2 separate regions of the Sus scrofa genome follow, and region 2 is linked to region 1. A link is a contact called in public targeted proximity ligation data. All regions are on one chromosome and are shown on one strand. The core of a region is the stretch at or near the end of the contact, and the rest is flanking DNA. Distances in the headings are between cores, read along the strand shown. Region 1 has its middle 170 kb from the start of PLEKHG7. Region 2 overlaps LOC106510428 (a long non-coding RNA gene).

Region 1 (6,526 bases), core at 2,500-4,999:
TTAAATGTCATTCTTCTCGAAATGTGACCAGGCTGCTCAACCTACTGAAACTTTCATAATGAACCGCCTACCAACACAATCGTGTATGAATATCCCCTGTGTTCCCCAAATCCTTTGTGACCTATGGACACAATGCCGAAAATGAGTCATGCTTCTACCACTGCTCCCACACAAGTGGTATTTTTAATACTCCAGCATTTCCTGAAGTCGCACTCTCAGGAAATGGTTTTTGCAATAATGGCCTCCCCCTCCCCCTGTTCCCTTCACCCCCACCCCGAACCCCAGAATAGCTGAACAGGTGTTTACATACCAAGAATTACCCCAAACACGTCACAACCTGTCTTCTATTTCCTATCAAAGTCACAAGGATAACCTCTTGTCCTTTGGAGTTCAAAAGGAGTATTTGTGTTTTATTTACATCTAGAAACAGTTTATTCTTAAAACTGGCAGCAGCCTCCACCCACCAAGACTAAATCAGTATAACCCAGTGGTTAAGGTTACGGCTTCCAGGGTCCAATAGCCCTGGAGACTGAATTTTGACTCCACCACTAACTGTGGTTCCAGGCAACTCATTTAGCCTTTGAGAGCCTCAATGTTCTCATTCGTAAAATGGAAATAACAGAAGAAACAATCCCTTGGAATGTTGTGAACATCAAATAATAAAACCTCTATAAACGGCTGACCCCTGGCCTGATAAACAGCACATGTTCAATATTTGCTAATGGTATTATTGCGTCAAGTCTGCCTGGAGCTCAGGCCTGGTCAGTCTCTCTTGGACACTGTTTACCACCATGTGGTCCCTGTGACTGCGGGGAGCTTTAGACGTCCAGATACTTTCAAAAGCTTCCCTGGCCCAACTCCTTTTTAGGAGCACTGCCTGGCCACCCTCTGTGAATCAGAAATGTCAGGGAGAACGGGGGCCAGAAGGAAAGAAGGGATGGGTAGGAAGAGAGGGAGATGATAAAACTACCTGGTCTCACTCAGGTTCAAAGTCAACAGAGAAGCTGCATCATGAGCCTGGGAGGACTGGTATTTACTCAGTGAAGCTCCTTGGAACCATCATTACCAAAGTCTACGCTTCTCTGGAAATGAGTAGGTTTGTCTTACATTTCTTTTTAACAAGGGAAACCCAAAAGCAATGATGATGCTGAAAATGGCAATTTGGCTCTGGGAAACAGGCTCCCACTATTCTCATCAGACAATTTGATAAGATTCCCAAAGAACTTTCCAGGCTCTCCAAACAGCACAGGACAGAGTAGCCGACTCTCAAGAGGACACCCTGGGTTTCAGCCAAGCTATGACTGCCCTGGAAGGTAAAATCCAACGGCTCAGACACAAGGGGGGAGAGTGGGATGCATACATCCCCAATCCACCATCCAGCCATGCAAACTCATGGAGGAGCACACACAAAGCTACTCCAGAAGAACTGCTTCTCAGGCACAGAAATGAAGAAAAAGATCCCACTGGCACTGCAGGGAAACCGCAGTAAGTCAGCACACTCTGGCCACAGCAACCAGCAATGGACTGGCTCAGGCTGAGCAAACCTTTCTGAGCACATGGCATAAGAGCAAACCCTCCAAGGCTCAGGCTCCGTGAGGGGAAAGGATCAACAACAAGAAAACATGAACCCATCTCCTAAATGGTATTTCACGGCCCATCAAAGGAGCAGCCCCTGCATAGAGGCTGGCGGAAGATACTCTGGCAATTCAGATATGTCGCCAGTTTAGGCGAGGGAACACTGTCCATGGGGTCTCTCTACTTATGAAGGCAGCACTTTGCATAACAGATGTTTCCTGCAGAGTCTTTACTTGGCATAATTCTTTCTGGACCCAATAATGAGAGTTACTCTCAGTCCTCACTGAAGGTCCTAATTATTAGGAAGATAAAGCAGCCAATACCTCTATAAATCAGCAAGTAGGATTAGCATGATGGACAAGGAGCCCTCCCTTTGCATCAGATCTCCTGCTCTGCATGTTATATCCACCATCTGGGCTTTAGTTTCTTTTATAAACTTTTTCTTTAAGGAGATATCCTGCGGGTTCTTTTGAATACTCCCAGCCCAATTTTTTTTTCTTTTATAATTCTTAGTTGAGAATTACACATGCAATAAAGTACCCAAAGAGATATAGTATTCCTACTTAGACATTTATACCTTTCAGGGAGTGGAAGATGGTGGTGGAGTGATACTGATTCACTCTCTGTATCAGCATCAAAGGCCATTTTATAGACGTAAAATCTAGACAGTCAAAGGCACGGAGAACATGTCAGGCATAGCAGTGGGATGAGAGCTCCAAAGTCCTGACTCGTGATGTTTAGTTATCATGTTTACTCTCAGAGTATCCCACTGTGAGCCCATGGAACAGCTCTCCAGATGGGGACAAGAATCACAGACAAGAGTGGAAAGAAGCGGTAGTCTGCAAAGAGATTTTTTAGGTCACAAGCAAATGACTAAGAAAGATGAGTACTAGCTTGTCTGGGGAATTATAAATCCCAGGACCTTCAGGACCTGCCGTAATGTAGTAGCTGTTATTGACTGGGTGCTTATTGTGTGCCAAGCATCGCACAGAGAGTTTAACGTGGATTATCACATTGAATCATCAAAGAAACCCATGAGACGGACACTTTTATTAGCCAATTTTACTAATTTGAGGTCCAGGGAGATTAAACTAATTTCCCCAAGTTATAGTTCGAGAGTAGCAGAGCTGGGATTTGAACCAAGGCCCAGAGATTTCACCATACCATTACTCAGTTTCCCACAGCCACCTCCACCTAACTCTGCAACCAAGGCACCACCATGCCTTGAAAAAAATGCCCTGCTCCAGCCAGATGGCACTTCCCTTATGCCCCTGTTGATTGAGCCTTCAGTTTGGTCTGTCTGGTCTTAACCCTCCTCTCTACTGTGGAAATCCATCCTTCAAGCCCTAACTCAAACACCACTTTCTAGCAATTCCATTCCATACAGAAAATCCTCCTCTCGGAATCCATATAAAAGGTGTCATCCATTCCACTCATCAGGAATCTTCATTATTTAAAAATGTAAGCGTCATTCATGCATTCATTCCATGACATATACATGCAGTGTCCTTTCTCCTCAAATGTCTGTCAACAGGGAGAAGTTGAGAACTACATTTTTTTTTTTTTGCTATCTTTCAAATTATTTATCAATGTACAAACTTTAAAGGTCAAATAATGTGGTTCTGTACAGTGGCCATGCAAATGATATGACATTAGAGCCACATCGTAGATTTGATGGCTAAATTGTCCTCCTCACTTATTTCCCAAGCATTTGACCCAGTCTTCCCCAGTATGAGTTCCCTTTTGAAAGATGTTTGCCCTCATATGACCATAACATTCTGTCTTCTCTTTTTCCACACTGAGATATTAGTAACTATGAATGTGTGAAGGGGCATATATATGCGTGTGAAAAACAAGTTTTGAAAAGGCAAAGACATAAGATGATAGCCCATTGCACCTGCATTAAGCAAGCACCCAGGGTGGTGTTACTTGGAGGCCAACCAGCAAACCTGCCTGGGAAGCGAGCCACTTTCTCAGGCTGCTGCTCAGCCTGGTGTGTTGACAACCTTGGGAGAGAAGACGTTAATTGGGGTCATAAAGTACTCTCTACCCCCATTCCCTCTGAGCTGCTTGCTTACAGTCTGAAATCGCTGAACAGGTTCTGCAGGGTTTTCTTGTCCATTTGCTCAGCTTGACTCAAAAGGGAAAGTCCCAAGTTCACCCAACTGTAAACAGTACCTCCCAAGGTCAAACTGGTGAGTCTGCACAGCGGTTAGGGGCAGTGAGGGTGGGAGGGCGCTTCTGGATGTAACAGATGAGAGAAACACATTGCCCGTGGAGTGTCCTGCATGCTGCACAGAGGGAAAAAGTGAAGAGCAAACAAATCAGGAAGAAGAGTGCTCACAGTGACTTCTTATAGTTTTCTGGGCAAATATGAAGGTGGATGTATTAAAAAATAATTAGACTTTTGACCTTTGCTTTATCCACTGTGACTTTTTCTGTCATTATATAAATACTATTTGAAGTTACAAAGAGCACCAGCCCTTGGCTAGTAAAGCTAGATATTAGCAAAAGTTAGTTAAGGAAGTCAATGAACTAGCCAGGGTTAGGCTGTCTTGAGATAAATACATGAAACTGAGCTCCAAATGCATGGCTCTGATATATTCAATTCACTGACAGGTACTGGGCACTACTTTGCACCCTGCCCCTGGGGACAGAACACTGAACAAGTTCAAGCTCTAGTCTCCAGGAGCTTGCAGTAGGGACAGAGTAATAAACATGCACAAGGTCACCTAGACACAGTTAAGTCCAGACAAACACAGAAGGCAAGAATGAGAAGACCCTGATTTTTTTTTCTCTTAAATCGAACTAGAGTTGATTTATAATGATTTGTTAGTGAAAACCCTCTTTTCAATGCTTGAATTTTTAAAAACACTATTCACTGATTTTTTTTTAAGTCTAAATATTTGAACTTCAGGCATATTTTTGCCTTTTTCTAGCTATAAAATCTGAGTCAAATCACAACACCCATTGGACCTTTCGATTTCCCCATCTGTAAAACTAGAGTGTTGGTTTAGACCAGGGGTTAGCAAACGACAGCCTGAGGGCCAAATCCAACTCCAACCTGTTTTGTAAATAAAGTTAATTGGAACACACCCCATGCCTGTTCATTTACATATTGCCTAAGGCTGCTTCCATTCTAGTTAATGCAGTTGTGACACAAGGTTCACGAAGCCTAAAATATTTACTATCTAATCCTTTACAGGAAATGTTTGCTGACCTCTGGCATAAACCATCTCTAAGGCCTCTTGCAGAGGTTTACAAGATTTATGTGGACAGACGAAAGCACTCTGAACACTGAAGATAACCATACAAATGGAAGGAATTATCAAAAGGTGCTTGTTGGTTCCAGGAAGATAACAGTTGTGCTCGCTCATTCTCATCAACAGCAAATATTTAAGCCAATGAGTCTCTCTTCTGGATTCATATAAGAATCAATTAGAGATTTTTTTTTTTAAATGTCAATACCCAGGACTTAGTGTGTAAAGTTTCTAACTTAATTGGTATAGAGTGAGGACCTGGTATCAGCATTTTTTAAAAACTCTCCAGAAAAATTCTAAAATGCACTCAGGGTTAAAAAATGCTGATTTATTAAAGGCTTGAACACAATACTATGATTGACTTTGAGACTATAAGAAGTAATAGTTCTTTAAGTAATTTTAGATTGGGTTGTATGAGCTTGACATATAACACAGTTAATAAAACATACATAATAGTATTGCCGTGTTAAATAAGCTATTTTGGTAAGTGGTCCCCAAACTCAGATCTTCAGAGTTTTACAGGGCTGGAAGCATAGGAATTGTCCTAAGAACTTGTTAAATACATGGCTTTGGCAGCCCAGCCCCAGAGATTCTGATTTGATATATCTGGGAAGAGAGCCAAGCATATATATATATATATATATATATATATTTTTTTTTTTTGGGGGGGGTCTTTGTCTTTTTTTTTAGGACCACATCAGCGGCATATGGGTCTATTTGGAGATGCTGCTGCTGGCCTATGCCACAGCCACAGCAACATAGGATCCCAGTGGTGTCTTCAACCTACACCACAGCTCACAGCAATGCCGAATCCTTAACCCACTGAGCGAGGCCAGGGATTGAACCTGCAACCTCATGGTTCCTGGTTGGATTCGTTTCCGCTGTGCCACGAACTCTGCAAGCATCAATATTTTAAAAGCTACAGTGATGAGTCCATTGAGTAGCCAGGCTTGTGAATCACATCTAGACAAATTACTGGCATAGGGATTCAGAATTAGATAGAGAACTCTTAAAGATAAGTCCCTAAACTTTTTATCTTTGACTCTATAAAGTCTAGCCCAGCATCTAGAATTTAGTAGGTATTTGGCAAATGTTTAATAACTAGATCTTAATTTAGGGAGTGACCAGTGAGTGTTTTGGTGTACAGAAACACCGGATTTAGGGATTTAAGTTTGACCTTGAAAGAGATAACATGAGACTCATGTTCTATATGTTAAATGACCCTCAACTGAAACCTTCCCACCTATGCCTCACTCTACACTGACTACCACCCTGACAAAAACATGGTTACTGGGGGATCATCAAGCCACTGGGGCCCCCTCAGTCAGAATGAAGTTCACATGATTGCTTAAATCTTTTTTTCCAGGAAAAGCTCTTTTATAACAACTGCAGGGTTACTGCCCCATAAACTCACCTTCAGTGTGTTGACACCTGCAATGATTAGACAGGGCTGAGCAAAGTGCCTTTTTACAGTCTGTAGGGAATAGTACCGAAACATAAATAACCACCGCATCTCATTACAAAGTCCTGTATATGCAAAACATACTGCTCCGAGGGCCACAATGAGACTAGCACTTGCCGTGCCCATTAACTTCAAAGGGAAATTGAAGCCAAATCTGGGGCCACATGCTCCCTGTACTTCTACTTAAGCAAGTCAGATGACGTCTATTTTCACATTAAGTTAATTTCTG
Region 2 (6,526 bases), core at 2,581-5,080, 250 kb before region 1:
TTGGAGCTGTTGCCGCCAGCCTACACTGGAGCCACAACAACACAGGATCCAAGCCATGTCTGAGACCTACACCACAGCTCACGGCAACGCCAGATCCTTAACCCACTGAGCAAAGCCAGGGGTTGAACCTGCAACCTCATGGTTCCTAGTCGGATTCATTATCCACTGAGCCACAAAGGGAGCTCCTTCTGACTCATATTTTCAAATTGTGCTTTAGCTCGAAGACATTCCCAAGTCCAACTGAAAAGAAGGTACTAATTTGGTGAGAATGGTTCCATTATTTAGTAAAAAAAAAAAAAAAGACCAAGTAGCTCTAGAGGAACATTTACAGCACCTGAAAGCTGGAGCAACACAAAATGTAGTGTTGAGTTACCAAGAGTGTGTCAGGCAGGCTGCGGACAGGAAGAGGAGAAGCAGAAGAGGAAACAGGGAAACTGGGGCCAAGAAGCCTGCCCTTGACCTCTGCTGCCTGGCTTCTTCTATACTGAGGAGTTGGTGTCTGGCCAGAGGAATTTCTTCCCCACACCTGGAGAGCTGGCGATGAGGAGGAAAAATTACAGAAGCCTTTCAAGTTATTAAAAGGTTGCACCTTCAATTTGAATGTCTTGGGGAAAAGTCCTGACCCCGACTCATCCAAGTTAGAACTCTGAGGCACTTCCCGAAGACCAAGGAGGCTTACCGTTTCTGCCTTTACCATGTGGTTCTGGAGAAACGGTATTTATTGCCCAGCCCCAGGGTCCGATGACTCTAGAAGAGAGCTTTGAAAGAAGGATGACACATAAGTTTCACCCTCAATGTCAATGAAGGTAGTGGCTGCCTGGAACGCTGTGTTGAGAAGCATCTAGAAGTAGGCACCCCTGAAGGGGCAAGGCAAGGACTTGCGAGCAGAATCCTTTACGGGCACAAGAAAGGAACCGGCACCACAGAGATCCTGTATTTATCACTTTTTAATTTTATTATTATTATTATTTTTGCTTTTTAGGGCCACACTCACGGCATATGGAGATTCCCAGGCCAGGGGTCCAGTCGTAGCTACAGCTGCCGGCCTTCATCACAGCTCATGGCAACACCAGATCCTTAACCCACTGAGCGAGGCCAGGGATCAAACCCGCAACCTCTTGGTTCCCAGTCAGATTCATTTCTGCTGCACCACGACAAGAACTCCTATCACTTTTCTTTTAAAAGTTCTCGTCATTATGCCTTACTGTTAGTCACTAGAACAATACCCCACTGAGTTACCCACAGTCTCATCCTCATCCAGTGCCCTTTGCCCTCAGTTACAGTGACAGAAACCCACCTGGCCAACTCTTTGTGCTCCTAAGTGAACAGCAGCCCTATTTGTATTTTACAGTTTTTTCCCCAATTTTGTGTTTCTCTTCTTTTTAAAGAAAGAGGGTGAAGAAGTAAAAAGTCTATTAAAATATATTTCAACTTCATGATAAGAACATTTGATATGAGTTAGAAAAAGAGATACACAGGAAAAAGGGCACAGAGGGAGACAGGAGAGAGACCAAACATAAGAAGTGCCAGACAGGATTTGAAAAAAAGGAGAGAAATGTACAACTTATGCAGCAGAGGAAAAAAAAGTGAAGGTAAATATGAAAGTGAGCTGAGAAGGAAAGAGAGAGAGAGAGAGAGAAAGGAACAGAGCACAGAAGGAAGAGGAGAGATCCTACAGTTCTTGAAAAGAATAACCATTCTCATAAAAATGAGCAAAGAGTGAGATGACAAAACCTCGACTAGATCTTCTGCAGGTCAGCTGCAGTGAGCTTCGCCGTGTTTCCGCCCTGGGAGCCCAGAAGGACTTTTGTCAGATCCGCAACTACACACTGAAAGAAGAATCTAACAAGTCGTTTTGGCCGATTTCTTCTAGCATCGTGTTTCAGGGCATCCTTAGCTTCTATTGAGGCTGTAAGTTTGCTTCATGAATCACAATGGTGACATCTCATAATATTCACACATAAAAATTCCCTAAATCCAACAGAAATAAATGCAAATCCACCGTCAGAGGCTATAGCATCCAGCGAGACATAGGTGTAAATAACTGGGGTAGAACTGTCATTGCTGTAGGCATTCAAAACGGCACTCATCTTAGGGAGGCTAACACCCAGCATAATCCTATAATATCAACATGGAACTTTGACCAAAAATGTCTGGAGTCACTTTCTGTGAAAATACTGGTACTTCGGAGAATTATTTTTAATTTTTTGGCATGTGCTAGACCTTTATTCGGTCTTTTGTTTTCTGATTCTTCTTTGAAAAAACAATTGGGTTTAAAATGTTAAAAGACACCCCTATCTATTTTAACATTGAAAAATACATCGGTATATAAGAGGAAAACTGAATTCTCTCTAAAAAAAGAACATTCCTCATTCCGCAGGAGCAAATCCTGTTGAGTTTGGTGGGTACTTTTGAGACCTTTTAAAAACCATATGCAAACATACATAGTAAAATTACACTCTGAGCTCTTCTGCCTCCTCACGGACTCTAATCCAGCTGCACTGCTCTCCTCACCGCCTGCAGCGCTTCCACACCTGAGCCTCTGGGCCTGTTCCTGGAATGTCCTTTTCCCAGTTGTGTTCAGGTCCTGCCCCTCACCTCCTACAAGTCACTACTCAATGTTGCTTTCCCGTGAGGCCTTAACTCACCATCCTGTCCGAGATGGGCCCCTTGTCCAACACTTTCTACTCTTTCTCTGCACATTTCACCTCTTAACATACTATATATTTGACTAATTTCCTTCACTGTCTGCCTCCCACCAATGAAAGGCAAGCTCCACGAAGACAGGGAATTTTGTCTGTTTTGCTTCCTGCTGAATCTCTAGAGCCTAAAACAAGGTCTGACACAGTAAGTATTCAATATATTCGTGGAACAGGTGAATTCACATGTATCTTTAAAGTATTACAATATATTGCATGTACAGTTTAACAACTTTTTCCCCCACTCAACGGTATATCATAGATAGTTTTCCATTTTGGTGTTTAAAGTTATTTTTCATTCTTTTTAAGGACTACATACTTTTCCTTAGAAAACAAGTACTGTAACCATTCTTCTGATGGGACACATGATTTTGTCTCAACTTTTTTATATACAAAATAACGCTGCAGTGAATGGCCCTGCTCATGTATGCTCTTTGGATCCATGTAATAACAAAACAAAGTTCAGGCCATGAGACGCTGCCTCTTGGCAAAGCTTTCATATATATAATCTGTAATATGCTGCATTTTTGTGTGTATGGATAAGAGTATGTGGTAACCACTTTATGAAATACTAGGTCATGAGCTAATAATTCTTATTCTTTAAATTCATCTAATATTCTCACCATCTGAGTCTCTAGCAAGAGATAAGACATTCCAAGAAACAAATGGCATTCAAAAAGGGTAAGCAGAAAGGAGTTTAGTAAAGGAATTATTTACAAAGGTGTGGGCAAGATTAAGGGAAACCAACAATATTCAGTGAAGCACCAGAGGGCTGGCAACAGTGGGAAGCTGTTACCAGGTTTAGCAGAAAGGGTCAGAGGAGGGACAATTACTGGAACCTAGTGAGACCTGCAACTGAGGAGAGAGCCACTCACGAGGAGCTAGTTCTCAAACAGAATGATGTAGCCACTGCTGACAATGGCCTGGCAGAGAGAAGCTGGGAGGAATAAAGACGTGAACCTCTTTCCCTTCCTACCCTTCCAATTCCATCTAGAAGCTGCCACTGGCTGGACCCCACCAGAAGCCATGGGACAGGAAGTCCCGTTCAGCAGACCATAGGCTGTCAGGACCCTGAGACCACAGCAAAACAGAGAACAGGAGAGATTAGATCAGGGAGACAAGCAGAAAGTATCTAGCACCAACAGTTCCTCTATTAGTCTTACTTCCTCCCTCCACATCTGATTAGCCCGATGGACAGAACCAGGAGGTTCTGATACTCAAGTATCCGCAGTAGGTGACACTGCCCACGCATCCAGAATATTGCTAAAGGCACCAGGATTTAGACTCACAGACAGGAAAACAGCTGGGAGCACTAACTGAAATGTTCTAATGGCACAAACATGATAACATGCTTTAGGGTGTGCCCACCTACTACTAATTTTTAAAGCCGTGACTTCAGAACCAGATAATCTCCAGATGGAATCCATTTTTCTGGTATTTGCTAGCTGTATGCACTTGGTCTTAGACCTGTGCTGCCCAGTATGGTAGGCACCAACCACACTGGCTATTTACATTAACTTAAAAAAATAAAACATTTTATTCTCTCTCTCTCTCTTTTTTTTTTTTTTTTTTTTTGTCTTTAAAAGGCTGCACCCACAGCATATGGAGGTTCCCAGGCTAAAGGTCCAATCAGAGCTGTAGTCGCTGGCCTACACCACAGTCAAAGCAACGCAGGATTTGAGACTTGTCTGCGACCTATACACAGCTCACATCAACGCTGGATCCTTAACCCACTGAGTGAGGCTGGGGATTGAACCCGCAACCTCATGGTTTCTAGTAGGATTTGTTTCCATGGCACCACAATGGGAACTCCCCAAATCAAACATCTTAAATAAAATTTAAATAAATAACATTTTCTTGTCTCTTTTTTTTAGGGCCACACACGTGGCATATGGAAGTTTCCAGGCTAGGGGCTGAATCAGAGCTATAGCTGCTGGTCTACACCACACCCACAGCAACAGTGGATCCGAGCCATATCTGTGACCTACACCACAGCTTACAGCAACGAGGGATCCTTAACCCAATGAGCGAAGCCAGGGATCCAACCCGCATCCTCTCGGAGACTAGTTGGGTTTGGTACTGCTGGGCCACCACAGGAACTCTGACCTTTAGAATTCAGTTCCTCATTTGTTCTTGCCACCTTTTTCAAGAGCTCAGTATGAATGCAGCTAGGGGCTACTGAACTGGATAACAGCACATTTGCTCAAGCATCTAGCCCAGGACTGTCAAAGAGAACTTTCTACATGATGGAAATATTGCAACAGGCAGAATTTTGTTCATATAATGTATACCTTACATATGCAATAAGAACAGTGCATACATTGAACTATTAAGCAGTAGTCCTTAACCCGTGGGCTTGTCTGAGGACTGAAGACAACCATACACACAAAGTTCCTAGTAAACCATGGGGCACAGAGTAGGCGCTCAGGAAACGGTATCAATAGTAATGGAAACAACAACAGAAGCAGCCACACGACTGCACTGTATCCTCTCCCTGGTAGCTAATTCTGGCGATATCATCACACAAGGCGCTTTGCCAACGTGTGAGGCCGCCAGGCTTTAGCAATGATCACACAGCTGCTGCTGAGGCGAGCTGCGTGTCACTGAGCTGGAGGCTCCTTGTTACCAAAGACCCTCAGCGCTGCTGGGAGCTCGTTAGCAGGCTTCCATCTTGCAAGTGTGGTCTTGCCGGCCTCTTGTTGAAAATGCTGCTCTATCCTGACTCTTTGGAATATGATACGATTCCTGGTTTTTTTCTGGTGGTTTGGAATGGCATGCTTTGTCAACATAGTTTTCTCACAGAACCTGATTTTGTTTTCTATCTACAGAGAAGCTGTGGCTCCGTCTTCTGTAGGAATTTTAATTATCAGCTTAAGCTTGTATCAAGCTATCCTACTGCTTCTCTGTATCATGTCAATTGACCAGTTTGAATTCATGTCTTGCTTTTTTTTTTTGCTTTTTAGTGTCACACCTGCGGCTAGGGTGGAATTGGAGCTACAGCTGCCAGCCTACACCACAGCCACAGCAACGCCAGATCCGAGTCATGTTGGCAACCTACATACACCACAGCTCATGGCAATACCGGATCCTTCACCCACTGAGCGAGGCCAGGGATCAAACCCACAACCTCATGTTCCCAATTGGATTCATTTCTGCTGCGTCATGATAGGAACTCCTGAATTCATGTCTTAATGTAACTGTTCAGGTATCATTTAATCTACAGAATATGCTAGTGGTTTGGGAGGAGGACTGGTTTTATAATCTCTAAAATGGAAGTTTTATTCCTTAAGCAGAATGAGGAAACCATTGGTCAGCAAGGAAACAACTCACTTCCCTTCCAGTTGTTTCCATTTCCATGTCACTAACTCCAGAGTCCAAACCACCATTATCTTTTATCTTCTTAGAATCAATTTCCCACCCTGCTTAAGACATCCAACAGCTTCCTGATGCACTTGGAAAAGAATCCAAATGCTGGTCCATGGTCTTTTATCTTCTTCATTGAACTTACTTCTATCTGTAATTATTTATTTGATCTGTTTATTTTTTATCTACCTTCTGCCAGCCTCATCCCTTTGGATACAAGCTTCACACGAGCTCACGGAGCTGCTCACTGCCTGTTCACTGAATGTCATCATCTCAGCGCTTGGAAAAGTGCCTGGTACAGAGCAGACGCTTTCAAAAGGCTTCAAGGCCATCTTTGGGCAGGATGTAAAGAGTAAGCTGCAAACCTCTAAATTACAATCTCACATCATGTTTCCTACATTCCAATGTCTTTCTTCAAAAGCCCGATACACTTAAACAGATTCTTAACCATTTAATGTCTGTGC

The links.
Region 2: a targeted proximity ligation map of alveolar macrophages shows a contact between it and region 1. A contact is called at or near these places in 1 of 47 Hi-C or Micro-C datasets (liver) and 2 of 2 datasets of targeted methods (alveolar macrophages and skeletal muscle).

Annotation. Positions count from the first base shown.
Region 1 is chr5:90,482,249-90,488,774 of Sscrofa11.1, reverse strand. No RefSeq gene overlaps it. Among named protein-coding and RNA genes, the nearest start is that of PLEKHG7, 170 kb to the right of the region's middle.
Region 2 is chr5:90,728,320-90,734,845 of Sscrofa11.1, reverse strand. All of the region lies in intron 3 of LOC106510428 (a long non-coding RNA gene), which reads right to left. Among named protein-coding and RNA genes, the nearest start is that of BTG1, 84 kb to the left of the region's middle.